Linked DNA regions of Mus musculus: regions 2, 3 and 4 are each linked to region 1. The links are chromatin contacts, called in public HiChIP or PLAC-seq maps. All regions are on one chromosome and are shown on one strand. The core of a region is the stretch at or near the end of the contact, and the rest is flanking DNA. Distances in the headings are between cores, read along the strand shown. Region 1 overlaps Gm41362 (a long non-coding RNA gene). Region 2 overlaps Npcd (neuronal pentraxin chromo domain). Region 3 holds the start of Cbx6 (chromobox 6). Region 4 has its middle 14 kb from the start of Apobec3.

The links. HiChIP or PLAC-seq counts read pairs in DNA pulled down with a chosen protein or histone mark.
Region 2: a FOXA1 HiChIP or PLAC-seq map of pancreatic cancer cells shows a contact between it and region 1. The contact joins two enhancer-like sites. A contact is called at or near these places in 6 of 39 promoter capture datasets (embryonic stem cells, frontonasal cranial neural crest, hippocampal neurons and 2 more), 3 of 15 datasets of contacts at CTCF or cohesin (embryonic stem cells and large pre-B cells), 55 of 484 Hi-C or Micro-C datasets (the BV-2 cell line, the C2C12 cell line, the CH12 cell line and 16 more) and 11 of 115 datasets of contacts at active chromatin or transcription factors (embryonic basal ganglia, embryonic stem cells, pancreatic cancer cells and 2 more).
Region 3: a contact with region 1 is called in an HNF4G HiChIP or PLAC-seq map of pancreatic cancer cells. The contact joins the promoter of Cbx6 here to the enhancer-like site in region 1. A contact is called at or near these places in 10 of 39 promoter capture datasets (the C10 cell line, cranial neural crest, embryonic stem cells and 5 more), 4 of 15 datasets of contacts at CTCF or cohesin (the NIH/3T3 cell line and embryonic stem cells), 70 of 484 Hi-C or Micro-C datasets (B cells, the BV-2 cell line, CD8 T cells and 25 more), 29 of 115 datasets of contacts at active chromatin or transcription factors (the SCID.adh cell line, SST interneurons, T-cell acute lymphoblastic leukemia and 13 more) and 2 of 9 other capture datasets (adipose tissue and embryonic stem cells).
Region 4: a FOXA1 HiChIP or PLAC-seq map of pancreatic cancer cells shows a contact between it and region 1. The contact joins two enhancer-like sites. A contact is called at or near these places in 1 of 15 datasets of contacts at CTCF or cohesin (embryonic stem cells), 6 of 484 Hi-C or Micro-C datasets (embryonic stem cells and stem cell-derived neural progenitor cells), 8 of 115 datasets of contacts at active chromatin or transcription factors (embryonic stem cells, pancreatic cancer cells and stem cell-derived neural progenitor cells) and 2 of 9 other capture datasets (adipose tissue and liver).

The regions. Positions count from the first base shown.
Region 1 is chr15:80,050,655-80,058,110 of GRCm38.p6, reverse strand. It overlaps Gm41362 (a long non-coding RNA gene), which reads left to right. Exons shown (of 3, transcript XR_875493.1): 2 at 2,301-2,332; 3 at 2,963-4,893. Among named protein-coding and RNA genes, the nearest start is that of Gm41362, 5.4 kb to the left of the region's middle. Within about 2 kb of position 3,875, at least 83 of the 459 cell types and tissues checked have an H3K27ac peak or open chromatin away from gene starts, as enhancers often do. A contact at or near this core is called in the C2C12 cell line, CD8 T cells, the HL-1 cell line and 8 more, where this site is marked.
Region 2 is chr15:79,809,156-79,816,611 of GRCm38.p6, reverse strand. The region is part of intron 5 of Npcd (neuronal pentraxin chromo domain); the gene reads left to right. Among named protein-coding and RNA genes, the nearest start is that of Nptxr, 8.2 kb to the right of the region's middle. Within about 2 kb of position 2,736, at least 25 of the 459 cell types and tissues checked have an H3K27ac peak or open chromatin away from gene starts, as enhancers often do. A contact at or near this core is called in the C2C12 cell line, the HL-1 cell line, pancreatic cancer cells and 1 more, where this site is marked.
Region 3 is chr15:79,831,631-79,839,086 of GRCm38.p6, reverse strand. Cbx6 (chromobox 6) reads left to right here and starts at 4,754. Exons shown (of 5, transcript NM_028763.3): 1 at 4,754-4,944; 2 at 5,129-5,172; 3 at 5,320-5,385; 4 at 5,509-5,575. The coding sequence starts at 4,876. It overlaps Npcd (neuronal pentraxin chromo domain), which reads left to right and starts at 4,754. Exons shown (of 9, transcript NM_001013362.2): 1 at 4,754-4,944; 2 at 5,129-5,172; 3 at 5,320-5,385; 4 at 5,509-5,575. The coding sequence starts at 4,876.
Region 4 is chr15:79,874,760-79,882,215 of GRCm38.p6, reverse strand. No RefSeq gene overlaps it. Among named protein-coding and RNA genes, the nearest start is that of Apobec3, 14 kb to the left of the region's middle. Within about 2 kb of position 2,660, at least 122 of the 459 cell types and tissues checked have an H3K27ac peak or open chromatin away from gene starts, as enhancers often do. A contact at or near this core is called in adipose tissue and pancreatic cancer cells, where this site is marked.

The DNA.
Region 1 (7,456 bases), core at 2,626-5,125:
AAAGCCACCCAACCCTCAAGCAAGCAAGCAAGCAAAAAATCAACTCCCCCCCCCAAAAAAAAGATCAAAAATTCAAACGAGGAGCTCATGCCTGTAATCCTAGCACTTGGTAGGCTGAGGCAAGAGGATCACTGGGAATTTAAGGCCAATCTGGGCTCCAGAGTGAGACCCTCTTAATACAAAGAAAGAAAAGAAATGTCAACGAGGGGACATGGGTCTGTGGAGAGTATTTGCTTCTTGTGTGTAAGGCCACCAGTGTGAGCCCCGGCAGAGCAAAAGAAAAAAGTCCCCGTGGGCTTTCACTCCATACACACAAGAAGTGCCTCTCTCTAGCCTGTGTAGTGGGCTGACAAGGGTTCTCCGGGTTCCTACCTGCTGGGTGCCTCAGAACGTGACCTTATTAGGAGGAGGGTTGCTCACTAATTAGAGGGAAGATCTCAAAATGAGGTCATCCTGGAATGGGAAGGGCAGAAATCCAGGTAGAGCCCTTCTGAGAGGAAGGAGTGGGCTACTTGAAAACCAACTGAACCCACTTGGAAAGAGGCAAAGAGTAGAGGCCCGCAGCAGCATCAGAAGCAGGAAGAGGCCAACTTTTTCCTGACATCCTTGGGTGCAGACTTGTTACCGGCGGATTTGGGACTTCCAGAGTGCAGGACGTACGGCAGTAGATGTCTGGTGTTCCAGCTTCAGTTTGTGGTTACAGAGGGAACCATGTACACACTCCATCACCAGCCCTTGCCAGCCAGCCGGCTGTCCCTCCGCTTGCCTACACAGCTGCTGAGGGTACACACAGGCTTGGTTTTTTTTTTTTTTTTTTTTTTTTTTTTTTGTTGTTGTATGGATGAGTATGCATGTGCACATGCGTACTTATTCTTGTGGATGTCAGAAGTTAACCTCCATTGTAATTCTTCAGACAGGAACTTGCAGTAATCCCTCTATGCCCGCTTCCCAAGAGCTAGGGTCACAGACATGTACCGCCACATCTGGCTTGACTGTGGTCTCTTCCCACATGGGGTGTGTGCATGGAAATAAGGAATACAGAATAGGGGCCATGGAACCTTGGGGTCTTCCTTGGGAGCTCTGACAAGGGCTGATAGGGTACTCTGCCCTGTCTGAGTCGCCACTTGCTCCATCCCCTTGGGGCTGCCTTCTAGCTGAGGTACCAGGCCAGTGGGGCCTCTGTAGCCACACACAATGGTCCCTCTGTGTGTGTGGCACAAAAGAAAATGTGAATGGAAAGGGTAAGGGTGAGGGCAGAGGAAATACGGCCGCCTGTACTAGAATAGAGTTTTGGCCTTGGTGGAGGTCTGGGGTCCAGCATTGGGTGTGAGGCTCTGAGGCTCTGGGCTAGACATTAGTTGACTGCCTTGGGGTCACCTCCATTCTCACTGTGGTGATTTCAAATAATCCTTCCCTCCCACCCCCAATTATTTAATCCAGATGCTGATAGATGAGGGTCACATGACCTTCTCTGGCTTCTGGGCTCTCTCTGTAGGTAGGTACATAATGAATGTGGCACAGTGATAGTGGAGGGGTTTCTGGGAAACTGCAACTTTGGAGGGCTGAGAGGTGGCACTGATCTTTCAGAGAACCTGAAATCAGCTTCCAGCACTCACATCAGAATGGCTTACAAGCACCTGTAACTCTAGCTTTAGGAGATCTGACACCTTCTTCTGGCCTCTGGGGGGGTACCCAAACTCATGTTCACAACACACACACACACACACACACACACACACACACACACACACATACACACACACACACACACAAATAAATCTTTAAAACAAACAAACAAACAAACAAACGATACTTTCTACTTCCCAGCTCTTGGGAAGCTGGTCTCCGTGCTCTGATGCCCAACAGCTCCCAGATGAGACCCACCTGGGAAGCAGTAGAGGACCAGCTGTGAGTCCTGCAGGGCTAATGGGTTGTCCAGCCTGTCCAGGGCCCTGGCTGATGGGAGGAGAAGGCTCGGCTGAGCCTAGCTCAAAATGCAGATTGAAGCTAGATGAATGCTTGCTTTAAAACAAAAATGAAACAAAACAAAACAAACCCCCCTGTGTGCACATGTGTGCGCACGCACATGCGCGCGTGCGTGCGTGTGTATGTGTGTGTGTGTACGTGTACACAAGCATGTATATACACTTACAAGGGGCTCGTGCAAAGGTCAGAGAACAACCCCGGGTGCCATTCCTTATTTTCTACCTTGTTAGACACAGGTCTCTTTGTTGTCATAGCTACATACATTAGTCTAGCTGGCCTAATCTCTTCTGTCTCTCCCTCTTCTCTCTGCACAGGAGCATTGGAATTACAGCCATGCGCTGCCACGGTAGGCTTTTTGTGAGTCTTTGGAATCCACGCTCAGGGGCTTATACTTGTATGACAAACATTCTAATCACTGAGCCATCTCCCCGGCTTCTGCTCTCGTTTCCAGCGTAACATTTCAGGCCTGTATGCTTCATACATAGCAACAGATAATTGTAATTCTTCCAGCCGGGCGTGGTGGCACATGCCTCTAATCCCAGCACTCAGGAGGCAGCGTCAGGGGGGTCTCTGAGAGTCTGAGGACAGCCTGGTCTCCTAGTGAGTTCTATTTATGTAGTCAGGGCTACACATAGAGAGACTGTCTCGAAAACAACAATTGGCAATTTTTCCATGGTCATTAACATCACCTTTGATGCCCGGGAGCTGGTGAAGAATGTGGGCTTCGTGGAACACTTATCAGTGGGCACTGAGCCCCTTTCCTAACCCCAGCTTCTGGGTCTGAAGGTGACAGCTGTAAGAAAGCTCAGCTCGTGAGTGTGGCAGAGGGGGGAGATGGAGTGATTGACAAGGGACCTGGTGACATGGGAGTGCTCCATTGATGGCTGTTGTTTATTATTACCATAGGCTTTTGCTTTTTATTTTTATATTGTTATTATTGTCAGCTGGATTTTGTTTATGTTTTGTTTTGTTTTAGATCCCTCAACTGCTGGAATTACATGCACCACCGTACCCATATTTATGTGGTTTCTGAGTGCTGAACCCAGGGCATGCTGGGAAGGTAGCTGACCACATCTCCATCACCGGCATTTTCATAAGCAGTAGATCATCTCTTTCTCCAGGCAAGTCTTTGCTGCTCACCTCTTCAAGGACCTCTTCTTCCAAGAAGCCTTCCTTGGCTACCCCAAGCTACATGGCACCTCTGGCCTCCTGCAACAAGGGTCGTTCCACATGTCCATTGCTTGTCTACAGCCATCACATTGACACTATGTGAGGGTACCCTTTGTGAAGCCAGCAAAAGGCTAAAGTCTCAAAGCTGCGACAGAGAACATGGGCACACAGTGGGGGCTCTGAAAATGTGATTTTCTGTTTTTTTAAATATAGCTGTGACCGCAGCCTGGGCCACCTCCCTCAGACTGTGCAGGCCACTTCCCTCAGACTATGCAGGTTTCTTTGTATACCAGTATGCCTGCTTGAGTTGTGTCAATACAAGCATTTGCACACATGGATGTGGTTTTGGCATCTGCAAGAAGGGATATAGGTATGATTACACACCACCATTTACTGCCACGTCTATGCAGAGGCTCATGGGCATGGGTGTGTCCCTATAACGTGCCCTGACACTGGGGCATGCCTCCGTGTGCCCAGAGCAAGGCTGTGGCAGGGAAAGTGTAGCAGCTGCTAGATCCAGGTTCTGCCATTTCTCATTTGGGAACTAAAAATAACCCAGCGCCCAGCCCTATCCCAGGAGTCAGGAACCAGCCCGCAAGCCTCACAGGACACCCCAGGCTGGCTGTTGCTTTTGTCCCTTCTTAGGCTACCATACTCCCTAGCCTTCCCTGCCTTGGGCTCCCATGACCTCATTGCAGGCCTTGCTCAACCAGGGCCACAGGAGGAGGAAGGGCCAAGGCCACGCCCATGTCCAGGCAGCTGGATACAAGCAAGGCCTGATAAGGTCAAGCAGGGATTGGGGTACACCCCCGCCTCCAACCAGGGCCAGGCAGGCAGACATGAGTCAGCACAGGGGGCCATCAGCAGCCCAGGCCTGGCCACAAGCAGGTGACAGAGGGCTCAGAGGAGAGTTCTTTCCCAGGAGGCCAGAGATGGGTGTGGAGGACTCACCTGGTCTCTGGCCTCACTTTCCCACTCCTCAGCCTCACTTCCACCCCAGAAGCCCCTTGGAGAGTCCCTCCTCCCCTGCTGGCTTCCTGTCAGCTCTGGCCATACCCTTGTCCTTGAAAAAGTTGTCGGCCTCTTGCAAAAGAGCTTCTGACTTAGCTTAGGAAGTGCCCGTCCCTGAGTGCCATCCCTGCCCTCCCTAGGCAGGTGGTCAGCATTGCCTTCTGGTCCGGAAACATCTCAGAGTCCCCCCTTCTCTGGGAAGTCAAGTCCTTTTCACACACATCCAGACCTGAGCTTTGTAAGGCCCTGAAGCGTCTTTTGAAATTCTACCCACACGATGGACCCTCACAGGGTCCAGTCACAGGCCAGGAGGGGTCATTGTTGTCTTCCTTTACAAGGAACAAAGCCACAGCCCTGTAGGACACATGCTGGCTGGAGACTCGCCAGGCTTCATCTGAGACCAAGCACGCTCCAACATCCACTGTGGCTGTTCTGATCTTTCCTGCTACTGTCTTCAGTATTGACAACCCAGGTCAAGGGCCCTGAACCTGGAAAGATGTACAGCTAGGGCTGGGTCAGCCTGAGCTGCGTAGTGAGACTCTGTCTCAAAACAACAACAACAACAACAACAACAACAACAACCCATGTACTGCTCTTGCAGAGAACCTGAATTCAGTTTCCAGGACATAAGTGAACTGCTCAATTGCTCACAACTTGAGCTCCAGGGGATCTGACGCCCCCTTCTGGCCTCTGAGGGTACCTGCACTTATGTGCACATACCCACTTCTGACCCCATATATACATATAATTAAAAATTTGTTTTTGTTTTTGTTTTGTTTTTGTTTTTGTTTTTGTTTTTTTTGGTTTGCTTTGTTTTGAGGCAGGATCTCACCATGTATCCCTGGTATGTAGACCAGACTGGCCCTAAGATTACAGAGAGCTGTCTGTCTCTGCTTCCCAGATGCTGGAATTTAAAGTTGAAAGTGTTTGGAGATAAGAGGTGACGAAGGCAGATATCACCTAAGCCTCCCAGGAGGCAGAGAGCAGTCATCCAGAGAGCCGTGACAAATCCAGAGGGAGGAGTCCTAGCTTGTCTCTGTCGCTGTGATCAGCACCCTGAATGAAAGCGACTTGGGGAGGAAAGTATTTATTTGGCTTAGCCGTGTGGATCGCACAGTCTGTCACAGAGGGAAGTCAGGGCAGGAACCCAAGCAGGAACAGAGGCAGGAGCTGTGGAAGGAGGCTCGGGCCTGTTCCAAGGCTCATTTTTTATAGTCGTCCAGGAGTGGCACTGACCACAGTGGGCTGGGCCATAGGCTTAGGTTTGTATCAAGTTGGCAAAAACTAACCCTCACAATGTGACTGTTGGGAACCAATCAAAGGAGGAGCAGGCAGAAAGCAAAGGAGTTATGGGTGTCCCTTGAGAATCTTCCCAGTGAAGATGTATTCTTCTGTTTCTTCTACGAGCAAATCCAAACTGCTGCAGTTATCTCTGTGCCTCTTTACTGTGTGACTTTAAGCGAATATCTTAACCTTGCTGGTCTTTTCATCAAAAGAGTCAGTTAGATGGTGAGCTATCTCTTCCTGGGCCAAGGGACACTGTGAATTCCCAGGATGCTTTGCCTATGGACCCACTTGGGCAGGATGTTCAGTGGAGGCAGGGACACACACCAGTTATTAGCTCCTTTGGGAGCTGCTCAGCCCCAAGCTGTGCCAGAGGTTTAAGGATGGTAAAGGCTGACTGGCTGGTAGCCGGTCCTTAGACCCCGGCTGGGGCATTCCAGGAAGAAGTCCAGCTGCTCTCAGCCCAGCTGGACAGCGGGAGTGTGGGGTATGGAGGGGCCGGAATGGCCACCTGACTCAGGGAAGGAACCTGAAACCATTCTGGGCCAGGAACTGAACTGAACACAGAGCCCTGGGTGAGAAGCGTAGGCTGACGAAGGGGAGGCCCCGGGACTTGGCCTGTCCCTGAGCCAACTTCCTCAACATCCGGTTCCTGACTCAGTTTCCTCCCGTGTAAAAATGAGGGGGGGTGTGTCACCGCTTCACAGAGCTGTGCAGAGGGACCCAATGAGCAGTACGGTACAGTAGGGTTCTTTGAGGATCCCTTCCCCCATCCTCTGTGGGGACCTCAGGGACACCTGCAGACCCCCTTTTATGTCCCAGACTTAGAGACTTAAACAAGAGGAAGAAGAGGAAATAGTTAAACGCAAATAAACAAAATGGGGCCCCAGCAGCCGGCGGGTTTCTTGAGGAAAAGCTGCTAATCACATAGCCAACCATTAAAATGCGTCAAGAGGTTCCTGGGAAAGAGCGTTCCTCCCACTGTCCGGTCCATTTCTGGTGCATTCTTCCTGAGCCAGTGAGAGCAGATGCCTGCCAAGACGTATTTACCCCTTCCTTAGAAGCACACGTTCCGGTCAGCCTTGTTTCTGCACCATGGACAATGCTAGGATCAGGAGCAGCTCCCGAAGCACTTCCTGGTTCCTCCATGGCTGGGATGGGCCCCGTTATTGTTAATTAGCTAGGCTCTGGAAGGGAGAGCTGTGCTCTGTTTTATAGGCTGGGGAGTGGGGAGGCCTGGGTCTGAGCGTAGGATCCACTGCTTCGCACTCTGGGCATTGCGTGCCGTTCCCCCTCTGCCTCATTTTCTTCATCCGGAAGAGCATGGCTGCATCCATGGAGGAGATCACGTGGTCCACTGATGGCCCACAGGCCATATCCTGCAAACCCGGTGTTTTGTTCATAAGCTTTCCTTAGAGCGCCCTGGGGAATAGAGCCCTGTCTATGTAGCGTTTGCCTAGCGTACACAGGACTCTGGGTTTGATTCCCCAGAATCACCTATGACTAGCCGTCAGTACATCTCCTTATGACTAGCTGTCAAGAGGATCAGAACTTCAAGGCCATCCCCAACTACGTGTTGCTTTTTTTTTTTTCTTTTTTATAATTCATTTTTATTTTATGTGCACTGGTGTTTTTTCTGCATGCATGTCTGTATGAAGGCATCCGAAACCGTGGAACTGGGGTTACAGATAGGTGAGAGCTGCCATGTGGGTGCTGGGAATTGAACCTGGGTTTTCTGGAAGAGCAGCCAGCGTTTTGTTTTGTTTTGTTTTGTTTTTTTAAATGGTGGAGCCCTCTCTCGAGCCTTGAAACTCTGTTTCAGAAACAACCAAGCAAAAATTTTCCCTAGATTTGAAGTTTTTTTTTTTTTTTTTTACGTTGAACACAGGTTTATGGATTCAAAAACAAGACCTCCCCCGTATTTAGTGCTAGCTGGCTAGAGACTAGATGGCCTTAGAGCCCACCCTTCCCCTATTGCTAACTCCCCTACCTGGCTTAAAGGTGT
Region 2 (7,456 bases), core at 1,487-3,986, 240 kb after region 1:
AATGCAGAGATGGGCACTTGCAACCCCAGCTCTGGGGAGGTGGAGACCAGTGGATCCCTGAAGCTCACTGGAAGCCCGTGTAGCTGTATCAGTGAGCTCCAGGTTCCGTGAGAGGAGGCCTCATCTCAAAAGACAAGGTAGAGAACATGGCTGGATGCTTCAAAGCTCTTGCTGCTCTTCCAGGGGATCCGAGTTTGGTCCCCAGCACCCATATCGGGTGGTTCATGACCACCTGTAGTTCCAACTCCAGAAGATCCAACACCCTCTTTTGGTCTCCACAGGTACCTACACACCTGCCACACACACAGACGCACATGCACACACACGTACACATATGAGCACACACACAAAAAATGGGGAAACATTGAAAAAGTGCTTCATCCTGCTGAGATGCATTAACATAGTAAAGATGGCGAGCTTTATATTGTGATTTCTATACTGAACCATTAGAAACAAAGTCAGTTCCCCAAATCACCCCGACTTCATCTGTTCAGCAAGCGTGTCGTCGCTGCTGCCGTTCACCTGCCCCCTCTGCCTCCCCAAACATGTGCCATCTCAGTGGGACAGTGAGATCTGAGGACAGCCATCACAAAGCCTAAGAGAAGGCAACCCATCCAGGAGCTCCACATCGGGTCCCAATTAATGCTTGATGGCACTGGGTCCCCTCCTGTCCCTCAGCTGGGAGATGGCCTTCATTAGAGAAACCTGGGACCAAAGTCTTTTCTGCCTTTCCCAAAGGCTTTGTGAGCTCAGAGAATGACAAAGGCCTGTGCCTTCATTTACAATGATGGCCGGTGGTCACGGTCAGTTACCACAGCAGGGGCTTTTATGAGTAAATGGGCCTGGGGAATGATTGGCAGAGCAGAGGGCCCATGGCAGCAGGACAGGCTAGGTGGCAGGGGTTCTGTGTTCTGGGAAATAATGACACCCCCTACCATGTCCTCTGGTCACTCTTGCTTCATGGTCTAAAATGGAGCCACGAGGAACAGCCTTTGGGGGTAGACTTGGCATCTCAGCTGTTCTCTGTCATGACAGAGGATATGGCTGTGTGCAAGGAACCAAGATACACTTTGGAAGGGCAAGCATACCTCGGTCCCCGATGGAGGTTCATAAACACCATTGTCACCCCTCTGGCTCTCTTGGGGACCTCTGCCACTCTCAGTCTTGCTTTTAGAGCAATGGTGCCTCGGCAGGTGACTTGCTATTCTGAATACCTCACAGTGTTCCTCTTTCCTGCTTTTCAAACCCAGGCACCATTAAGAGCCGTGTTCAGAACTCATGTGGCTTGAGGGGAATCTGCTGGTCACCTACCATCAGGTCTCAGTGTTCCTTTACCTTGAAGGAAAACAGGTCGCCCAGGCAAACTGCGTTATCTGGGAGGGTGGAAAGTGGCCGTGGCTAAGAAGACACACCTTCCACATCTATGTTCAGATGTGGCTGCTCCTGGCATCTGGTTTGATGTCCCAGCTTCTTGGGCACCACCAGTTAACACTGCCCAACACCAGCACAAACAGCTTGAAGATAGTAGAGAAACAGGCTGGAGTCCCTGCCCTCTGTCACCTCAGCCAGGCTGGGCCTGGCCATGCTTTGTTCTTAACCTGGAATAAGGGGGCAGGGCTTCCTCCTTAAAGATGGCAAACATGGGCGGAGCAGAGTTCATAAGCATTGACCTAATAAGTTGAACTACCCAGCACACTGCTTCTTTGACACCCAGAGAAGTCCCAGCTCCTGCCAGACAGATTCCTGAGAGATAGCCCCAAACCCAGCCCCAGCCAGCCCTACTAAACCATCTGTCCTGCCACAACAGAGTCCCTGGAGCCAGACTGCCTAGCTGTGTGGGACCCATGACATATCTCTTGCCTGTTAGGTGTCTTCATTTCCCCCATCTACAAAATGGAGATAGCTCACTCTGTGAAGTGCCTGCCTCGAAAGTATGTTCACCAACACCCCCAACACCTACAAAAAGCCAGGCATGGTGGCACATGACTGTAACCCCGGGTCTGTGCTGGGGCAATGGCAGAGAGAGGCAGGTCCCTGCAGTTTATTGGCCAGCTGGCCTTGCTGATTTTCCAAGCTCCAGGGTCAGTGAGAGACCCTGTATCAAAACACGAAAGCGGAGCAAGCTGGCTCAGCGGGTTAAGGCAGTAGCTGGCAAGCTAGACAGCCTGAGTTTGATCCCCGGGCTCCTCATGGGGGAAAGGACAGAACCAACTCCTGCAAGTTGTCCTTTGACTATGTACACATGTGCACACACAAATAAATGGATGTAATTTACAAACAAATAGATAAAAGTGGCGAACAGTCCAGGAGACACCAGATGATGGTGACTGGCTTCCGCGCACATACACACAACTGCACACATGTGCACACTAACAGGTATGCATCCCCTCCCCATAAACAGAACACAGTAGGAAAGCACACTGACGGCCCTTTCTTCATGGGGTTGCTGGGAGCCAGACTCTGACTGTGCACTTGAGTCTTCCATTAATCCCATGGTGCAGCCGTTGAAGCTGGAGAGAGGTTGAGCCACCTGCTCTGGTGGTGACAGCCTTATTAAGTTGTACAGCTGGGATGAATGTCAAAAGGCTTACTTCAGAGCGCTGGCTCTCAAATCCTCTGTTCTACCTCAATTCGAGCCCCTGGGGTCCCACATTCAAAATCTAGCTCCCCACCACATGTGGTCCCCCAAGGCTATGTGACTCACCCCCTTTCCCTAGGAAGCCCAAACCTTATTCCTGCCTGTGACTCACTCCTTCCCAGCCAGCCACGAGCCATGAGCGGCTGTGACTAAGTGACCCCTGCATGGAAATGTCACTCTGATCTATCATTTCCTCTGCAACCTGCTGCCCCCTTCCAGTCCAGACCTCCCGTGGATGTCCTGTGCCTGTTCGAGAGTGTAGACTCCCATGGGGCAGGGCAAAATATGCTTACTTCTCATGCCTTGACTCCACGTGGCTACAGAGCTAAGGGGCCATAGATGAGGTGGGAGGTTAGTGGGGTGGTGCCTTCTTAGGGACAGCTAATGTCACCGTTTTTTCCAAACCCTAACTCCCAGGAAGAACCGAGTGCATGGCAGGGGTTGATGGAAATTTGGAAGCGAGGGAACATGGCTGAAATGTTTTGTCCCTCGAGTCAGGGATGGGTTCCTTAGGGCTCAACTGAGACTCCCAATATTTGGGGGTCACTAAGGAAAATGTGTTTTCGGGCCCCAAGGTGAACCCTGGAGAACATGGCTGGTTCGAGGCTGGAGAGATGGCTTAGTGATGGAGGTTAACTGCTTTTGCAAAGGACCCTGGTTCAGTTCCCAGCACTCACCTGGTGGTTCACAATGGTCTGTAACTCCCATTCCAGCAGATCTGATGCCCTCTTGCGGTCTCCATGCAAGGACACTGTATGCATGTAGTGCATATAAATTGACATAGGCACACGTGTATACATAAATCTAAATTAAAAAGACTTTTGGTTTTTCAAGACAGGGTTTCTCTGTGTAGCTTTGGCTGTCCTGGAACTCACTCTGTAGACCAGGCTGGCCTTAAACTCCGAAATCCACCTGCCTCTGCCACTCTGGAGAATCAAGCCAGATGGCATTCCCCATCCACCCTCCCCCTGACCCCAAACTCCTATGCTGGAGAATGCAGAGGCCACTGGTGAAGGGCAGGGCAGTTTGTAAGGGGAGCAGCCCTGAGCCCACACAAGTCAGTCTCTCCCTCTCCCTCTCCCTCTCCCTCTCCCTCTCCCTCTCCCTCTCCCTCTCCCTCTCCCTCTCCCTCTCCCTCTCCCTCTCCCTCTCCCTCTCCCTCTCCCTCTCCCTCTCCCTCTCCCTCTCCCTCTCCCTCTCCCTCTCCCTCTCCCTCTCCCTCTCCCTCTCCCTCTCCCTCTCCCTCTCCCTCTCCCTCTCCTTCTTCTCCATCTCCCTCCCCCTCTCCTTCTTCTCCATCTTCCTCTCCCTCTCCTTCTCCATCTTCCTCTCCCTCTCTCTCTCCTTCTCCATCTTCCTCTCTCTCTCCTTCTCCATCTTCCTCTCCCTCCCCCTTTCTCCCCTGTCTCAAAAGAAGGTAGAGACCATCTTAGTAAAACCCAGAGGACACAAACACATTGAGATTGCATCATCAGTGGGAAAGATGGGTAAACTGACTGGCCTAAAGAGGTAGCCACTGAGCAAGAATGAAGCCATTGGTGCCTACCATGGTCTAGCGCAGGTCTTCATGGGTGTCTAAAGATACTCTTTTGTTTTGTTGAGAAAGGGTATCACTATGTAACTCTGTCTGGCCTGGAATTCACTGTGTAAACCAGACTGGCCTCGAACTCACAGATAGTTACCTGACTCTGCCTTCCAAATGCTGGGATTAAAAGTATGCACCGCCATGCCCAGCTTCTACGCTGCTGCTGCTGCTGCTTCTCCTCCTCTTCTTCTTCTTCCTCCTCCTCTTCCTCCTCCTCCTCTTCTTCTTGGTTTCCAAGACAGGGTTTCTCTGTGTAGTCCTCGCTGTCCTGGAACTAACACTGCAGACCAGTGTGGCCTTGAATTCATAAAGAGATCTGCCTGCCTCTCAGGTGCTGAGATTAAAAGCATGTGCCCCCGCCACCAGGCTCTCTGGGTAGTCTTTTTTTTTTAAGATTTATTTGTTTGTTTGTTTGTTTGTTTGTTTATATGAGTACTCTGTAGCTGTCTTTAGACACACCAGAAGAGGGCATCAGATCCCATTACAGATGGTTGTGAGCCACAATGTGGTTGCTGGGAATTGAACTTAGGACCTCTGGGAGAACAGTCAGTGCTCTTAACCACTGAGCCATCTCTCCAGCCATGTCCTCAAATCCTGCTCCAGGCACTGGACTCAGGCTGGCCAGATGAGGCAGTTGTCTGGCTACTGCCTAGAGACACAGACTATCCCAGCAGCATGGGTTCCATTGTGTGAACTTGAACATCAGTGCCCCAAATTAGTGACTGAGTAACCTGAAGCCACTTGCTTAACCTCTCTGTGCTTCATATGGCTGTCTGCAACTCAGGAATGGTGGCAGAGGCCCAGGGCTTCCTAAGGATATTGTGAGGCTTTAGATAAGAGTGTCAAAGCAGTAGCTAGCTAGTGTGACAGCCACCTCAGGACAGCTCCCTCCTTGCCACTTTCCTCTCTCATAGACCCTGTAGCAGTCGCTTCCCTCCATGCTTCCTGTTTTCCAAGTTGAAAAATAACGTGTGGGTATAGTTTGCTAGTGGCTGCAGTTTTGGCAGGTTGTAGACAGACTTTAGACAGGAGAGACCTAAGGCTCGAGTCAACTGAGGCTGATAAACTAGCTCATGGAGGGAAGCAAGAAGGACCTGGCTCACAGGGCTTCCCACCTGCCCTAATTCCCCACGTTGTCCTATTTTCCAGCCAGAGAGCTTCCCTAACCTGGTCCCCATTTTTAGATTCACCCTAGGTACAGGAGGAACCAGATGGCATTGGAAGTTGCTGCCAGGCACATATGAAGGACCACCCGGGCATGGTCCCATGGCCTGGCCTTGTTGTAGCCAAATGGGACTGTTCAGACCCATTTAACAGACAAGAATGGAAGTCTCCCAAAGCTTGAGGCTCTAAAGGCAGCATCTGAGGAACCCCGGCCCCCACCCCATTCCCTTTCCTAGATCACAAACTCACTTTGTGTAGAAAGCGCATGCACCTGGGTCTACCCAGGGACCAGAGACCCACATGCAGGAAACCAGTTTCTGGGCCTCAAAAATGCATGCAAGGTCTCAGTGTGTAAAGACGCCTGCCAGGAAGAGCAATGGCCTGAGTTCGATCCTTGAGACCCATGTGTCAGGGAGAGAACTGACTCCCGAGGGCTGTTCTCTGACCCCTGGATGTGTACACACACCTATCTCCCTCACTCCACAATAGATGTAAAGAACTTAGATGTCCACCCAAGCCATTGACTAGTGGGAGAGACACTGGTGTGGGGCCTCTAAGGTGAGAAAGACGGGGGTGGTTGTCTAGCCAACAGGGCTCAAGTGACTGTGCAGGAAGAAGCCATTTCTCAGGACATCCACACAGGACAGGGATGACAGGTGGCAATGGAAGATGTTGACTGACAACTGCCAGTCTCAAGGGCCAGCTTGGGCATCCACTGCCCATGGGACCCCAGGACAAACACTGAACCTGAATTCAGCTTCCCCAGGTGTGGACTAAAAACTGGGTAGCATATAGCTGAAGTCTGGCCATGGATGAGACCCCAAGAGGCAAGACTCGGGAGGTAGAGCCCAGTATCTGGGAGCTACTGGGAAATCTGGGAGCTAATGGGAACCCAGCCTGTCCCTCATAGCAACAGACGGCAGCCTTGCTGGCCCTGTTCCTACTGCCCTTTCCTCTCTGGCCCTGGCCAGGACTCTGCACAACTCGATGCCTCTGCCAGCAGAATACACTCTTCCTCCTGCTTTGGGGCCCCTCTAGAGCCTGCAGGAACAGATGTCCCCTTTCTGCCCAAGCTGGTGGCTGGGTAGTCTCTCTAGCTGCTTCCAGGAAGCAGAGTCTGGGTGAAAAATCTCTTGGTTTTCTCAGGAGGTTTGCTCTCCCCCCACTTGCTTCCATGTTCCTTCCTATTGATTGGGACTCCTGATTCCAGCATCCACTACAAATGTGCAAACATTTTTAGGCCCCAGCAAAGTCCTGCTTTCCTCCGGGGAGGCTGGAGCATGTTGAGCCAAATTTATAAATGAGTCCCAGAATCCAGTCATAAAGAGGGCACCAATAAATGGGAACTAACAATGAACACCTAACCCATGCCTAGGAACACATAAGGAATCAGGTAGCATTTATTAGTCACTTGGACATCAGGCATTCTACTGTGCTCTGGAAATACAAGGCAGTGTGGTAAGAAATGGAGCCTGGGGCCTGGAAGATGGCTCGGTGGTTAGAGACATGTGCCACCGAACTGGACCACATACATGGTAGAAGGAAAAGAGAACCAACTCCTGAAATTGTCTTCTGGTTTCCATACATGCATGTGTGCATGCACATACACACTAGACAGACAGAAGGATATGTAGGTAGGTAAGAAGGTAGATAGATAGATAGATAGATAGATAGATAAGCAGACAGACAGACAGAAGGTGGGTGGATGGATAGGTAGGTAGGTAGATACATGCATGTGTGCATGCACAAACACACTAGATAGATAGACAAAACGATATGCAGGTAGGTAGGTGGATGGATGGATGGATGGACAAATGGACAGATGGGTGGATGCATAGATGGATAGATAGATATGTAAATAGAATAAAACAGTAAAAAGTAAAGAAATGATGCCTGCCCCGACCCCTGGAGGAGAGGTCTATGCAATGTCTCTTACTTCTCAGTACCTCCCGTCAAGCAGGTATCAGTGACCCCACTGCCCAGATAAGAAAAGACAGCTCCTGCCGAAGACCGGAACTCATAGAGACTAGACCTGGTCATTAAAAGGGAGAGGCAGCTCCTTCCCAACC
Region 3 (7,456 bases), core at 3,505-6,004, 220 kb after region 1:
GTGGGCAGAGGAGGGAGGACTGCCACATGCTTTCCATGTGGCCCTGGAAGGTGTCTGGCTGTGGGAAGCCACTGGACCCCAGCTTGGTGGGGATGGGGGGTGGACAAGGGGCAGCCCTAGGTCTCTGGGCCTCTCGGAGGCCAAAGATAACAGGTTCTCAGTCTTGGGCATCCCACACTGGATACCGCAGAAGAGCTGAGAACAAATGGGGGCCCCAGGGCAGCTTGGTCAGCCCCAGGTCTGAAGGGAGGAAAGGGCAGTGGGAGAGGGAGCACTGGGTGGTTCCCATGCGGGTGAGAGTCCTTGGTCCAGTCTGTGGCTGGAGCCCAGGAAGGCTTTCCAGTGGACAGGAGGTTAGACACTGCAAAGCCTATCCCATCGTTCAAGTAGGGCAGGCCTTGATGAGCAGACACAGTCTATTGTTTTAGAGCTTTATTGTAGAAAGGCAGGGAGAAAGAGAGAAGATAGAAAGAAGGAGAGAGGCCGGCCATGGCCACATGGAAAGAGGGGGGAAAGGGAGAAAGAGAGAGAAGGAGGGCTAGAGGGGAAAGTAAGAAAGGTGAGAATTTAGAGAGAACGAGGAGGGGCCAAGCAGCCTCTTTTATAGTGGGCTGGGCTATCTTGCTGTTGCCAGGTAACTGTGGGGAGGAGCATACCTGGCTATAGTCAGGTAACTGTGGGAGTGGAGGCTAGCCAGAATGCCAGGAGCTTGGGACATTGTCTGTGTGACTTATAACCACAGAATTATGGAGTTGGGGGCTCTGTGGTGTCAGGCACCTGTCTGTGGGAACGTGGCTCACCGTTCCTTCCCTTGTAGAGCTTTCTACTGGGTCGCTAGAGCAAGCATCATTCAACCACAATAGGCTGCCTATTATGGCCCCACATTTTCTCATCCAGGAGTCAGCCACAATTTAGTGGCTGAACACAATACTACCTTATTACATCTATACCTACAGGTCAACAAACTGGAGACTATGTTCTGGTCTCCTCAACAGTTGTCAAACTCAGGCTCCTACAGCAAGCTCCAGAACTATTGATACATTTCATTGCTTGACATTGTAGAACAGAGGTCTGCCATTTCTAGAAGCCATGCCCCATTCCTGTCACCGAGTCTCTCTGAAGTGTGGCAGTTTGCATCCTCAAGGCCAGCAGGATAACAGCTCTGTTGGCTGGATCTGTCATGTCAGGAAAGCCTGCCCAGGCTAACTTTCCTTTATGCAATTAAGAGTTGACTAATTGGGGACCTTAATCACATCTGCAAAATCATTTTACTTTTCCCAGAGAACCCAGTATGGGAGCACAACCCTAGTCTGTCCTGCAAGCTCTCCCCACGTGAGGGAAGGGGTTACTCAGGATATGTGCACTAGGAACCTTGAGCCTATGCCTTGTTTTGACTGTAGGATGTGGGGATGAAAGTGTCGTGTGATCTCCCCAGTTGGTCCTTCAGGGCTCTTGCAGGACTTTCCAGGGAAGGGCAACAGCTCACTCAGAGACAAGAGGACCAGTCAGCTTTGCTTTTACTCATTGCACCCACGATGACCACCCTGGGCAAGACCAGCAACGAAAACCACCAGCTGGACCCAGCCAACAGAACAAGGGGAGGGGATACATTCTGATAACCTGAAGCCACACTTACATGGTTCACGCTTCAGGGAAGACAGCGGTCCCCAACTGTGAGTTGAGACCCCTTTGGGGTCACATGTCAGAAATACTGCATATCAGATATTATATTCATAACAGTAGCAAAATTACAGTTATAAAGGGTCACGGCACTAGGAAGGTTGAGAACCACAGAGGTAAGAGGACCATTTCTCTGTGGACAGCAGCTCACGAAGGCCGGAGAGGAGTCTTTTCCTTATAATGAATCAAACATCAGAACAGCTTGAGAGAGGCGGAAGAAACTTTGTTCCTCAGGATGAGATGACCTTCTCTAGGTGTTGACAACCACGGGACAGGCTTCTAGGGGGCACCTATAAACTTCTCTATTTTTTGAATGAATAACATCCAATATTTCAATTAAAAACAATCGAACATAACCATTCTCAGAATATAGTCAATGACCAAAAAGTGCTAACAACCACTGAAATTTGAGGTGAGGGGCTGGGGAGATGGCTCAGTCTGTAAGTGCTGGCCACAAGAATATGAGAATTTAAATTTGGATTCAGAACATGCATGTGAAAAGCCAGGCGCAGTAGTACTGGCTGCAATTTCAGTACTGTTTTGTTGATGTGTGTGTGTGTGTGTGTGTGTGTGTGTGTGTGTGTGTGATTTGCTGGCCAGTCCAACCAATCAGTAAGCTTCATGTTCAGCTGAGAGACGCTGTCTTGAAAAATAAGTTGAATAATGATTGAGAGAGACTCCTAGGAACCTCTGGCTTCCACATGCATAGGCGCATACTCACAGGCATGCGCACACAGGCATACACCCACAAACTGAAACAGAGAAACCGGTCTAGAGAGGGCAACAGGGACCATGTAAGAAGGCATAGTCCTGATATGCTTGGATTAAGGTTGATGCCACGGAGAGGTTATTCTGGTCCAATATAACCACGGGGTCCGCTTGAAGAAGCATGAAGATAGTCAGTGGTGGTGAAGTGTCCATAGGATTAGAAATGTGAGTGGGGTATGGTGGCGCACGCCTTTAATCCCAGCTCTCGGGAGGCAGAGGCAGGCGATTTCTGAGTTCGAGGCCAGCCTGGTCTACAAAGTGAGTTCCAGGACAGCCAGGGCTATACAGAGAAACCCTGCCTTGAAAAACCAAAAAGAAAAAAAAAAAAAAAAAAAAAAAGAAATGTGAGCAACACAACCGAGTGCCAAAGGAGTGACAGTGGCCTCTAGAAGCCCCCTGAGGCCAGGGGCTGTTTATGTGTTCAGGGTTCTTAGCCTTGACTTTAGCTCAATGTCTGTGACCTGGGACATCTGCACTCCAGAGCGGGTCATGTTACGCTGCTCTATTTGGAGCTGTTTGTTACAGCAGCAACTTGACACAAATCCATCTACTGCTGGGGAACTATCTGCACCTTGAGGTCACGCAGGGAGAAAGGCAATTTTCTCACCGCACTGACTTTTGTTTCCCAAAGCTTCCACAATGGCTCACAAAGACTGCTGAGTGATCTGCTATGTGGATAGGTGGCCATCTTCTTCATCCTGTGGCCTCCTCAGCTTGCACAAGCACAGACACCCACACATTCAACTTACCTGCTCATCCACGCCACCCCACCGGGGCAGAACAACTCTCTACTTAGGTGATGTTCACCTCAGGTTTGCTGTCTTGCCAGCTAAGAGGATTTTCTCAGTAGCATAAAGACTTTGAGGGGGAGCAGAAGGATTTCAGTCAATGTACTTTCTATACATATCTGCAGGCGTGCAGGGATGGAAAGCTGAGATTTTCATCAGTGAATTTGCACCTTCAAGAAATGGTGCAATCGCGGGGAGACTTGTACAACCCTGTGCCCCCACCCCATTCTAATAAGCCAATCATGAAATCAAAAGATAATCCTGACCCTTACAAATCCCCACCCCTCCTCCAGCCCAGCCCTAGACAACAGGTGAACAGAGCAAAATCAGTGTTAATGTCCAATCAATATCATTAAGGGAGGATAGCATCTCCAGTGTGAATAGTACAACCCTATAGTGCTTAAACATTTAAATAGATAGAACATGTGTGCCTGTGTTCTCCAAGTAGGTGATGTATCTATGCATATTCATGCAGGCCCGAGTTTAGGGAAAGAACTGGGCTAGAGGACCCCAATGACTTAATACAGGTTATGAATTGCTCCTTCCCTTTCGTTTCCTTATTTATATGTGGTTAATTTTTTTTTCTTTTTGCAAAGAACAAGACCACTGGCCTAATGGAAACTCCGATTAAATAATTTTTCAATGTGTGTTTCCAGCGAGGTGGGCTACATCCAAGAGGGAAAGTTCCAGATCCCACTTGCGCCTCCCAGGAGCAATGGCGGAGTCATTCCTGCAGCTGTGGTTTGTAGAATTATGCTGTGGCCTGCGGCCTGAAAATCCCAATACAGATTTGACCATGAAGGCGGGTTCTGCTGAGTGACCCAAAGAAAGACTGCTTTGGACTCAATCTGGGATGCCCTGCGGTTCTCTTTTGAGACCTCTCTCTCTTTGGTTTATAAACACACTCGCCAAGGTCTACTTGTAGGTGTTGAGACCATGGTCGCAGGCCTGGGTCACCTCTGCAGTCACCCCCCCCCCCCCGCCGCCCCCTTCCTGCTGTGGCGTTTTTGTTTTAACTTATCTGAACCGGTTACAAAACCACACTCCCACGAATACATAAATAATGGATGGGGTGATGTGTTAAAGAAATCCCCACAAGGCCTGGCAAAGCTGCAGTGAATGCATTTCTGCTGTATCATATTTAACTGTTTGCAAACGTCTGCAGGAGGATGCACAGCGCCTAGAGACTCCTGGGCCTATCGCATCTCTCTGTCGAGGGCCTGGCAATTCTGGCATGAGGAGTTACAAGGAGGGTAGGAGGTGGCAGGGATCCTGGGCCTGCAGGATGAAGTGGGACAATGTAGGATTGCACTGCACCTCACTCGGCTTGGCAGCAGCCAAGCATCCATCGGTCTCCCGCCAGGACTGCGGGGGAGAGGACAGGCCCCTTTAAGAGCCTTCGCGCGCCCCCGCCCCGCGAGCGCTCATTTTCCCTAGCAACCGCCCCGGGGGAGGGGGAGGCCCTGGCAACGGCGCTCAGGCCCGGAGCATCACGTGACGGCCCGCAGCTGGAACGCGAGCGCGCGCCCCGCCGAGCGCCCGCCCGCCGGGGGCCTGAGCGCTGGGGCGCGTGCGCGAGCGGTGCAGCACCGGCCGCGGGAGCAGGGAGTATTATGGGCTGTGGGTGCCGCTGAGCAAGATGGAGCTGTCTGCAGTAGGCGAGCGGGTCTTCGCGGCCGAATCCATCATTAAACGCCGGATCCGCAAGGTGAGCCCTCGGCCGGGACAGCCCTGTGTTCCCCGCGGTGGTGTCGGAGCCCGCGGGGCCCTCGGGGTGCAGTGGTCCGGCTAGCCGGGTTCCCTCAGCCACCCCCGCGCCGCCGCCTCCTCGCGTCCCTGCATCTTCCCCACCCCCACCCCCTATTTTTTTTTTTTTCCTTTCTGTTTTTCAGGGACGCATCGAGTACCTGGTGAAATGGAAAGGGTGGGCGATCAAGTGAGTGTCGTGGGTCGTTGGCATGGGGACTGGGGAGGCGGCAAGAAGACACCTGGGCCTTGGATAGGGGGTGCGTGCTTGAGCCCTCGCGGTGTGCCCCTGCCCCTTGGGTTTTCATTTTGCTCTTCTGTACGCGTGACTCGGCAGGTACAGCACTTGGGAGCCAGAGGAGAACATTCTGGATTCGAGGCTCATCGCAGCCTTCGAGCAGAAGTGAGTTGGAGAAGCTGGCAGGCGCGGTGGGGCGCCGCGCAGGGAAGCGGGAAAGGCGGGCAGGGTCGGGGAGTGGGGCCCAGGAAGGGACCCTTTTTCATCTTTGGCGTTTCTTGACTACAGGGAAAGGGAACGTGAGCTGTATGGGCCCAAGAAGAGGGGACCTAAACCCAAAACTTTCCTCCTAAAGGTAACCTGGCCCAGCCCCAGCAGCCCCCGCTCGGGCCCCCAGCCAGGGCGCAGCACAGGGCCGGCCTGCAAGGGAGGGACAGATCCGCCGCTGCCTAGGCGGGCAGGCTTTTCCAGAGGGGCCCCAGCTGGGCAGGGGGTGGTTGTGAGTCCCTGACAAGTCCCTGGCAGCGGGCCGTAGCCAGCCCAGCCAGAGGGGCCTGGGAGTGGGGTAATCAGGGATGAAACCAGGAACTGGGGGTGGGGGATCGACTGTGCTCCAGGAAGCGGGTGAGTGAAGCAGGTGGGGCATACTCAGGGGAGGAGGTGACTGGGAAGTTCTTTTCGCTAGTGAGACCCTTCATCTCCTCCAGCCTTGAACACACTGGCCTGTTTTGTGATTTAGAGTCTTGGAGCTGTTGAGTATAGATAGGCTTACCTCCTGGCAAAACACTGGCCTCCCATGCCCTATAACTGCCCACCTCCTTTGGAGTGTATTCTGTACCTTCTCCCATAGCACTTGGGGGCCCGGCTTGAATTTGACCTTAAATTACTTCAACCTGAATTTGATCATTCACACTGGACTACCAGCTTTCGGGTCCTGAGCCTGTCTACCCCTAATCCTGATATTTCTGGAGGTTCCAATGAAGATGGGGTGGGGCATGGTGAACATAGCCTGTTTGGCAAGAGAGCGAAGAACTTCATGGGAAGCCATCTTGGAGAGTTAGGGGTGTTTTTGTTTTTGTTTTGTTTTGTTTTGTTTTGTTTTTGATGAGGAAGAACAGAGCCTGGGAAGAGGAGAGCAAGACGATCCCTGATGGCCACTTAATGCAAGGCGGTCAGTGTCTGCCTCCGTAGTTTCCCTAAAGAACTAACGATGCCCCAGGTCTTCTCACCAAATTTGGCACCAGCACAACACGGGAAGAGCTCCTTGGAGAAGAGACTGCAAGATGCAGAACCTCTTAATCTCCAATTTGTCCAAAGAGCTCCAAGCTCAGTGGGGGAAGGGTGGACCAGACCCCGCTGTCTTGGCCCCCTGCGCTGTCTTGGCCCCCTCCGCCAGCCAAAAGACTGGGTGTAAAGAATTAGCCTTGGACCAAATGCAAATGTGGCAAAAAAAACCCCTTGGTTTCTGGAATCCTATTGTCGCGTACCCCTACTCCCCCGCCTCTAGCCACGGTGCATCTTCGGGGATTAACTCAGCAACCTTAACCCTGATGCTTGATGGTGGGGAGGGAGTGGGCAGAGCAGCTGGAAGACTGGTGGGCTGTGTTGACAGCTTGTTGGCGCCCCTGGAGCACCCTCTAGTGGTCAAGGCGGTAATGATCTTGAGTATGGATTCTCAAAATGCCCTTTTCTTAAAAGTTGTCATTTCCCATTTGTTTTGGAACCCAGCAGTGCTGAGTCCTCTGCACGAATCATCTCCTTTAATCGTCTCAACATCCCAGTGGAGTTGATAGTACTAGTCCACTTTTATAGGTGGAAGTTGAACACACATCTGTAGGAAACAAGGCTCAGAGATGCTAGGGCAGGGGGTGGAGCTGCCTGCTGTAGAGCCTTAATCCAGAATTTAGGAAGCAGCTGGTGTGAAGGGATGCGGAGGGAGGTAGCTTAGGCTGGACCTGTTGCTTTGTGAGTAAGAGGCAGTTCAGCAGAATACACAGGTTTTTCTGCAAGGAGGAGTGCTGAACATCCTGGCGCCTTCTTGAGATGGCTGCCACGAACCCATTCCACACCATGGAAAAGAAACAGGTTAATAAGGTACCCACCACCACAGAGAGCTAGCAGCAGTGTCTCAATGCTGTCTGCAGTCCTCCCCAAACCCTGTAGCCACTCCTGTCCTGTTAGTGCAGTGAATGTGGCCTGCAGTGATTTCGAAATTCACTAAGCAGACCCAGGGCCT
Region 4 (7,456 bases), core at 1,411-3,910, 170 kb after region 1:
TTCTTTCCTGTATGAAAGCACTCAAAACATACCCAAAACCTGTTGTAGAACCTTGAAAATAAAGTAGAAAATTAGAGTTTTACTATGTAGCCCTGCTTGGTCCTATACTCTGCCCAGATTCTACCACCTGCCCTCCTGTCTGCCCCCCCTCCCCCCGTATTACAATTTAAGCTACAATGCAAAAATAAAATCTTAGAAGCTACCACTTAGAGGAGATACCTTGCGTAGAAAGGAATGAGGAAGATTCTGATTGGTCTAGGGCTTCTGCTTTCAGGTTACTGGTTTGTTGTTGAGTATGCTTAGTTGCTATTATATTACATTGTATCTATGACTTTAAAAGGTGAATCAATGTTGCCAAATGGTTCTTTATCTATAACAACGAATACACGATGTCTAAGGGTCAGAGAGAGGGCTCACAGATAAAGGCGCTTGCGGCCAAGCGAGGGGAGCACCTAGAAGAACAGTGGGATGAGCCACCTTCAGTCTCTCCCACTCACATGATAGAAGAATATGGATGTATACAAGTTTTCTGATCTCAGTATGTATATGGGTGTGTGAAAATGCATACCAGGAACAAACATAAAATAAAAGCAACTAATCAGAAAACTGCATGGCAAGCACAAAGACTGAACAGTTCTCCAGAGCAAGCATGAGATTGGAAATGCACGTTCTAAGACAAACAAGCAACCTTCAGGGAATGATTTTACACATGCAGCCATGAATCAGCATTGCAAGGGCTAGGAGGACATTTCATTTGCTGGACTAGCAATCTCATTGCCTCTAGTTATGAATCTGTGACTGTCAAAGCCTCGGAGCATGACAGTCTGAAGCCATGGAAACAGGTTCTATTAAAGGGCTTGGGAGGTTCGTTGCTAAAGAGCTGGTCTTACAAGCCTGGAGACCCGAGTTTGGATCCCCAGAGCCAACACAAAAACCCAGGGATGATTCTCCCAGTGAATGGCAAGATGGGAGTTGGAGCCCTAGAAGCATGGGGGCCAGTCAGCCTGCCCTTTGTACTGAAGTTCCCAGCCTGTGAGAAACTCTGGTTCAGGTAAAAGGAACAGGCCTGGAGGACTAACACCCAAGTTTGTTCTTTGCCTTCTACACACACACACATACACATATACATACACACACATATACATATATGTGTGTGTGTGTATATATATATATGTGTGTGTGTGTGTGTGTGTATTTATAAATCAATTAAAAAATAACCAACTCATCCCCCAAGAATAACCACGGAAATAATGCTTTTTGTTTGTTTGAGACAGGGTCTCTCTGTGTAGCCCTGGCTGTCCTGGAACTTGTTATGTACACCAGGCTGGCCTCGAACCCAGAGATCTGCCTGCCTCTGCTGGAACTAAGCATGTGCCATGAGACCCAGTCTGGAAATAATGCTTTTAAATACAGGACTGGTTAGCCTTTCCAGGGATGTGGCCTGGTTAGGAGAGTGCTCACCTAGCACGCATGAAGCCTGGGCTTTATTCCCCAGCTCTGTGCAGCAGCTGCTCAGCTCCATCAATAGCTCCAGCTGCTGGCACCAGCTTACAGCAGTTTAGTGGACGTCCGCCAAAGCTCTGAAACACCAGCTATGTCAAGGTCTGTACCACCACCCCTGTCAAAGAGGATGCTGACCAGGAGATGAACTCTGGTGTTCTCTAACCTGGAGGCAAAGGATGGCAATGGAGAGGCCATCATGCACTACCCTGGAGTCACCTGAAATGGGGCCACCTTACTATCACACCTACGCACACCCACAGGCTACCCCTTCACCTGCATCCATTCCTCACTCACTGGACAGTACACAGCCGCTCATGCTTTATAGCTGGCATCATGAGATGGCCAACAGGGTTGGGGGTGGGGAGGCAGAGCCCCTGCAAAACAGGCGGTCGGGGCTAAGGCAGAAAGGGCACAATGCTGATACTCTTCTGCTCTCACAGAGCCCTGCTAGCATCCACTCTGACTGGGTGGGTGAGAAGATGCTCACGTTTCCTGTGGTAAAACTGGAACCTGTGGCAGCGGCAGAATGAATGAGTCTGACTTTGAAGGTAGACTCGCATGGGTTGCTGATGCCAAGTGTCCCCAAAGGAACAAAAGTCATCTATTCTGTCGTAAATGGAAGTTACATGTAAAGAGAAAAAAAAACAAACAAAAAAAACAAACAAACAAAAAAAAACCAAAACAAAACAAAAAAAACAAGTATGGTGTTGAATGCCTGATAGCCCAGCACTGAGGAGGTGGAGACAGAAGACTCCGAAAAGTTTAAGGTCATCCTTAGGTACATAGTGAGATCCAGTCTAGCCTGGGCTACAAGAGACCCTATCTCAAAACCACGAGATTAAATTAACTTGTTCCTAAAGATGCAAAATGACAGAAGACAAGGACCTCCATCCCTTGGTACCACTGTCCTCTAAGCAAATGCATACTGTCACGTCCTTGCCGAAATGTTTGCAGTTCAGCTGTTAAGATAAGGAGAAAAATGATGTTGGGTACCAGATAGGGCTGTAGAACGTTTCACGGTGTCCCATTGGGAACACACAGAACAGGAAAGGAGTTGGTGCGCACACAAGCAAGCGCACGCAGCCTTGGAGCAAGCAGATGACATTGCTCATGCGCAGTGTGCAGAGCAGCCCTTGGCACTGGTAGGCCTCCAGCGTGAAGAATGTTGCCTGGCTTGCCACCTTGTTTTTCCTGCCAAAGTTATGATAAGAGGCTTTTCACTTACAGACGATTTACTTTGTGAGTCACGGGCCAGAAATGGTGCTTTGGGATCTGAGCCAGCAAGGAAGCAGTCCTGAGCTGGGAGGAGGGGCTCTGATCTGGGAACAAAGGCCTGGGTTCCTCCCGTGGCCTTCCGCGCAGAAAAGAGTTAATGGTCACGAGTGATACATCTGGATCTTGATTCTGGTCAAAGAAAGTAATAGCTTAAAAAAACCCGGGGGGATGGGAGGACAGCCATCTCCCCCAGTCTAAAGTTGAACGCGTTCTTCAGCATGCTCTAGAAAAGCAGGTAGGGGCAGGTCAGTGTGCATTCACTCAGGGGTGACAGAACCCAATTCCAAGGGGATCAAATGATAAATGGACCGAAGGAGACCTCTGGCTCCTGCAAGCTGCAGGTGCCTTGGCTCCGGCTCCTCTTTCTACTTGTCTCTTTTCAGACCAGTTTCTTGCAGTAGGAAACCGGTGGAAACAGCAGAGATGACAAGCCCTCTTCACCATCCTGAAGAAGGAAGAGGAACTTTGTGGGGGGGGGACCCCACCCCAAATTCCTGGGGGTGGGGTGGGGTAGGGGGAACGAATTTGAGATTGATTGGACCAGCAAAAGTCATGTGCTCACTTGTGACCCAATCACAGCGTAGCTGAGAGTGGCGGTCTCTAGTATCTGGGAGGAAGGAAGGCCTCCTGGGTATGAAGCAATTATTAATGTTTAAAATGATATTTTAGGGCTTGGAAAGATGGAGCCACTGGTTAAGAGCTCATACTACATTTGCAGAAGACCTGAATTCAGTTCCCAGCATCCACAGCAATTAGCTCACAGCAATTAAGCCCACCAGGCAGAAGTAAAAGACCACCAACTCGGCTAGCCCATGGTGGTGCAGGCCTTTAATCCCAGTGAGAGGCAGAGGCTGGCAGATCTCTGTGAGTTCAAGGCCAACTTGATCTACAGAGTTGATTTCCAGTTCAGCCAAAGCGACACAGAGAAACACTGTCTCAAACTAACAAAACAAAAGACCAGCCATTCAAATGGCCAAATTGGAGCAAAAAAAAGAAAATAAAGAAAAAGAAAAAAAAATTTAAATTGTGAACAGCAGCACAGAGCTGGTCCAGCAACCGTCTGCCCTAGTGCAAGTTTTAGAGGTCGTCCCTAGATGGGGAAGATGAGGGTTTTATAGCTTAGGAGACCGGGCTTTCCGAACAGGGGCTTTGGCAGACAAAGAAGCAGGGTTACAGAAGCAGAACAAGTTGGTCATGAGGAGCTCCTGAAAGAAAGGCATGGCTGCCATTTCTTGAACAGGAAGTACAGAAATGTGTAGCTGAGGTTCTACACGGGGCATAGCTTAATCCTTGAAAGAGGTTCATCATAAACAGGAATGAACCTAGTTCAACCTTGCTATAAGATGGCACTCAAGCTTAAGATGGAGGCAGGTTAGTTCATCAACAACCACCTATAACCAACTCCAGTTCCAAGGGAACTGGTGCCCTTTTCTGACTCTGGACACCTATACACATGTGCAAATACCATCCCCTCACATATACACATAATTGTTGTTGGGTTTTTGTTTTTGTTTGCTTTGGTTTTTACTTTTTTTTTCTCCTCCCCTTCTTCCTCCTCTTTTTTCTTTGGAGAGTCTTTGTGTAGCCCGGGGCTAGACTTGACCTGAGTCACCATATTACAGATATGTGTCACCATACCCAATGAATTTCATCTTTGGTTTTGGGACATGCAGGATCTCACTGTACAGCTCTGGTGACCTGTAACTTGCTATGTAGATCAGGCAGGTGCTGCAATGAATGGTGTACACCCGTATATCTGGCCCCTCATCTTTTAATTTAGAATCATTTCTGAAATCCTCCTTTTTTGGGGGGAGGCTGTTTCATGTAGCTCAGGCTAGCCTTGAACTTGGTACATAGCTGAGGATATCTTTGAAAATTTGATCTTCCTGCCTCCATTTCCCAAGACACCTCCATGCCTGGTTTAATTCTCTCTTTGAAAGACAAGGTTTCTCTGTATAGCCCTGGCTATCTTGGAACTCACTCTGTAGACCTGGCTGGCTTTGAACTCAGAGATCTGCCTGCCTCTGCCTCCGAAGTCCTAGGATTAGAGGCCTATGAGGCTACCTCCTAGCTTAATTCTACTCTTTTAAGAAAACTACAGGGGTTGGAGAAATGGCTCAGGGGTTAAGAGTACTGACTGCTTCTCCAGAGGTCCTGAGCTCAAGTCCCAGCAACCACATGGTAGTTCACAACCATCTGTAATGGGATCTGATGCCCTCTTCTGGTATGACTGAAGACAGCTACGATATACTCATATAAAATAAACAATTAAAACTACAAATGGATGATCTGTGTGTGAATGAATGGTGAAGATTTGTGTTGAGGGAAACCTTCAAGGACCTCATAACAACCATCCCTTGAACACACACAGTTTTTCAAATTAATATCTACTGATCTGTCTTTCATTTCCAGAAGGCAGTGCTCAGCAAGCATCCAGATGTGAGGGCCAACTCTCCAGGTGTTAGTGCTTCCCCACCTGCTACATCCACTCCAGTAGTGACACACATGACAGGCCAAAAGCCTGGATGCAGTCCTGAGACAAAGAGTTTCACGGAAACTTAGTATCCTGGAACTGTGGCATCCCATAGCACGTATGCTCCAATTTTGTCCTTGGGAATGGATCTGTGTGCTTCCTTTCAGTATTGTTTTGTTATAGGTGCCTCCAAGCAATGACTTGCCAAATACCTAAGCAAAATCGAACTTTGCTTCCTGGCCTTCATCAATGCCCTAGGTAGTCCTTGAGCTGACCCTGGGCTTGGAATTCAGTAAGAATGTTGCCGATTCAGTGACATTCAGAATTGCCTCTAGTATTGTAAGAGAGATAGTGAAAGAAATCAGACATTACTATCTACTAAATAGAGTTAGAAATCTCAGGGCAAGCTTAGCAATGTAAGTTTAGAATTCTTATTATAGTTATGTATGGCAGACTACATTACTTATTAGTAGAAAGTCCCCCCACACTATCACTTAGAATAAAAGCCAAGTTGCTCCCATATACAGGAATTTACAATGGTTTAGGAAGTAGATCGGGCGGTGGTTTTAGAGTATTGCATTATTCATGAGATGGTTAGCTAGAGCGGAACTCCCTAATTAGAGACTTGGGCGTGAAAGCCCTTGCCCTGGGAGTGTAAAGACCTCACACCTGGCTTCTATGACTATAGCTGACCTTAGATAGAGCTGACTTTGTCTCTGTTGTTTTATTGCCCAGTTCTTTCCAGTCTTTGTGTTTGCGTTCCTCTGTTTTGTGTTAGAGTCATTAAGCATCCGGTAACCTCATTGTACCTTGCCGATGTGTCACCTAACTTCCCTATTTTCTTCTGTATAAAACAGTTTGATGCTCGATTTGACAAATTACATTCAGATTCATCACACTCTCTTGTGTCCTGGCTGTTTGTCACCCCATTTTCGCCAACTCTATGCCCATCTGTCCGAGACCCTGATTCCCATGGATTGAGGGGGGCCCGACTGAGCCTGGTCTGTGGCACCCACCGAGGCAGCTCCTCTTTATTCTTTCAGTTTCTTCAATCTATTTCCTGCTAAGGCAGTTTTCTCCATTTCCAGAGGAACTCTATTCCTGCCGCAGATTGTGTCCTCAGGTCTCCAATGACCTTCTAGGTCCCTCTGATGAGCTAAGAGAACCAGGGCTACCTACCATCCTGTGAGCGTCTCCTCAAGAAGGAATCTGATTGGCGTGGCTAGCGTGGAAGGCAACACTGCCGTCCCAAATAGCAGAGGAGCGTGCTTAGCCCACCAGAGTGGATACTGGCTCCGTAAATGCTTTAATTAGTACGCATCCTTTGAAGGCATCCTCTGAGTGTGCGCTGGCTGTACCTTTGATCCCAGTCGAAGGATGAGTGGCTGCCAGGCTGATTCATCCATGACCTGAAGGAACGCCTGCCCTTGGCCTCCGAGTACCGCACCTGAGCTATTTCTTGTTCTTGCCAGATCTGTGACATCTTTATTGGCTTTCCTGATGACTTCTGTTGTTGGCAGTCATTCATTGCACATGCTGCCTGAAACCTGATGTGAGTAAGCTCTGAGACAGGGCAGAACTCTGGGCCCTGCAGGGGTAAGAGCGGATCCTCTTCCTCCTCGATGACCTTAGCCCGGGAGATTCTGGCTCCACATCCAGATTAAAAATAGACCCTGCCTGTGTGACCTTCTTTCTGACATTTTTTACTTCTAGACACTGACCAAGGAGTTTTTCAGGCCCTGGGTCCACTTTTGCAAGTGTCTATAGCAAGGCACTGGTGACAATGTGACCTTAGAGATGACGGAGACCTGGGTTTGAGTATCAGACCCCAAACTCACTGGTTCATATCCATGAGCTCTTTCTTTCTCTCTTTTTTTCTTTCTTTCCTCCTTTCTTCTCTCCCTCCCTCCCTCCCTTGAAACTTGCTGTGTCATCACATGTGACCATGAATTCCTGATCTTCTTGCGTCTGCCTCCCAGGTGCTGAGACAACAGACATGCACCCCCATGCCTGGCTTGGACCTGACTTTTTTTTTTTTTTTCTTCTTTTTGACCATAAGTGCTGCAAGAAGGTATTGTCTTTCAGAACTAGAATTACAGACAGTTATGATCCACCCTGTGGGTGCTAAGAATTGAACCTGGGTCGTCTACAAGCCATCTCTCCACCCGCATATTGAGCTTGATTCTTGGTAGAGAAATCTGTAAT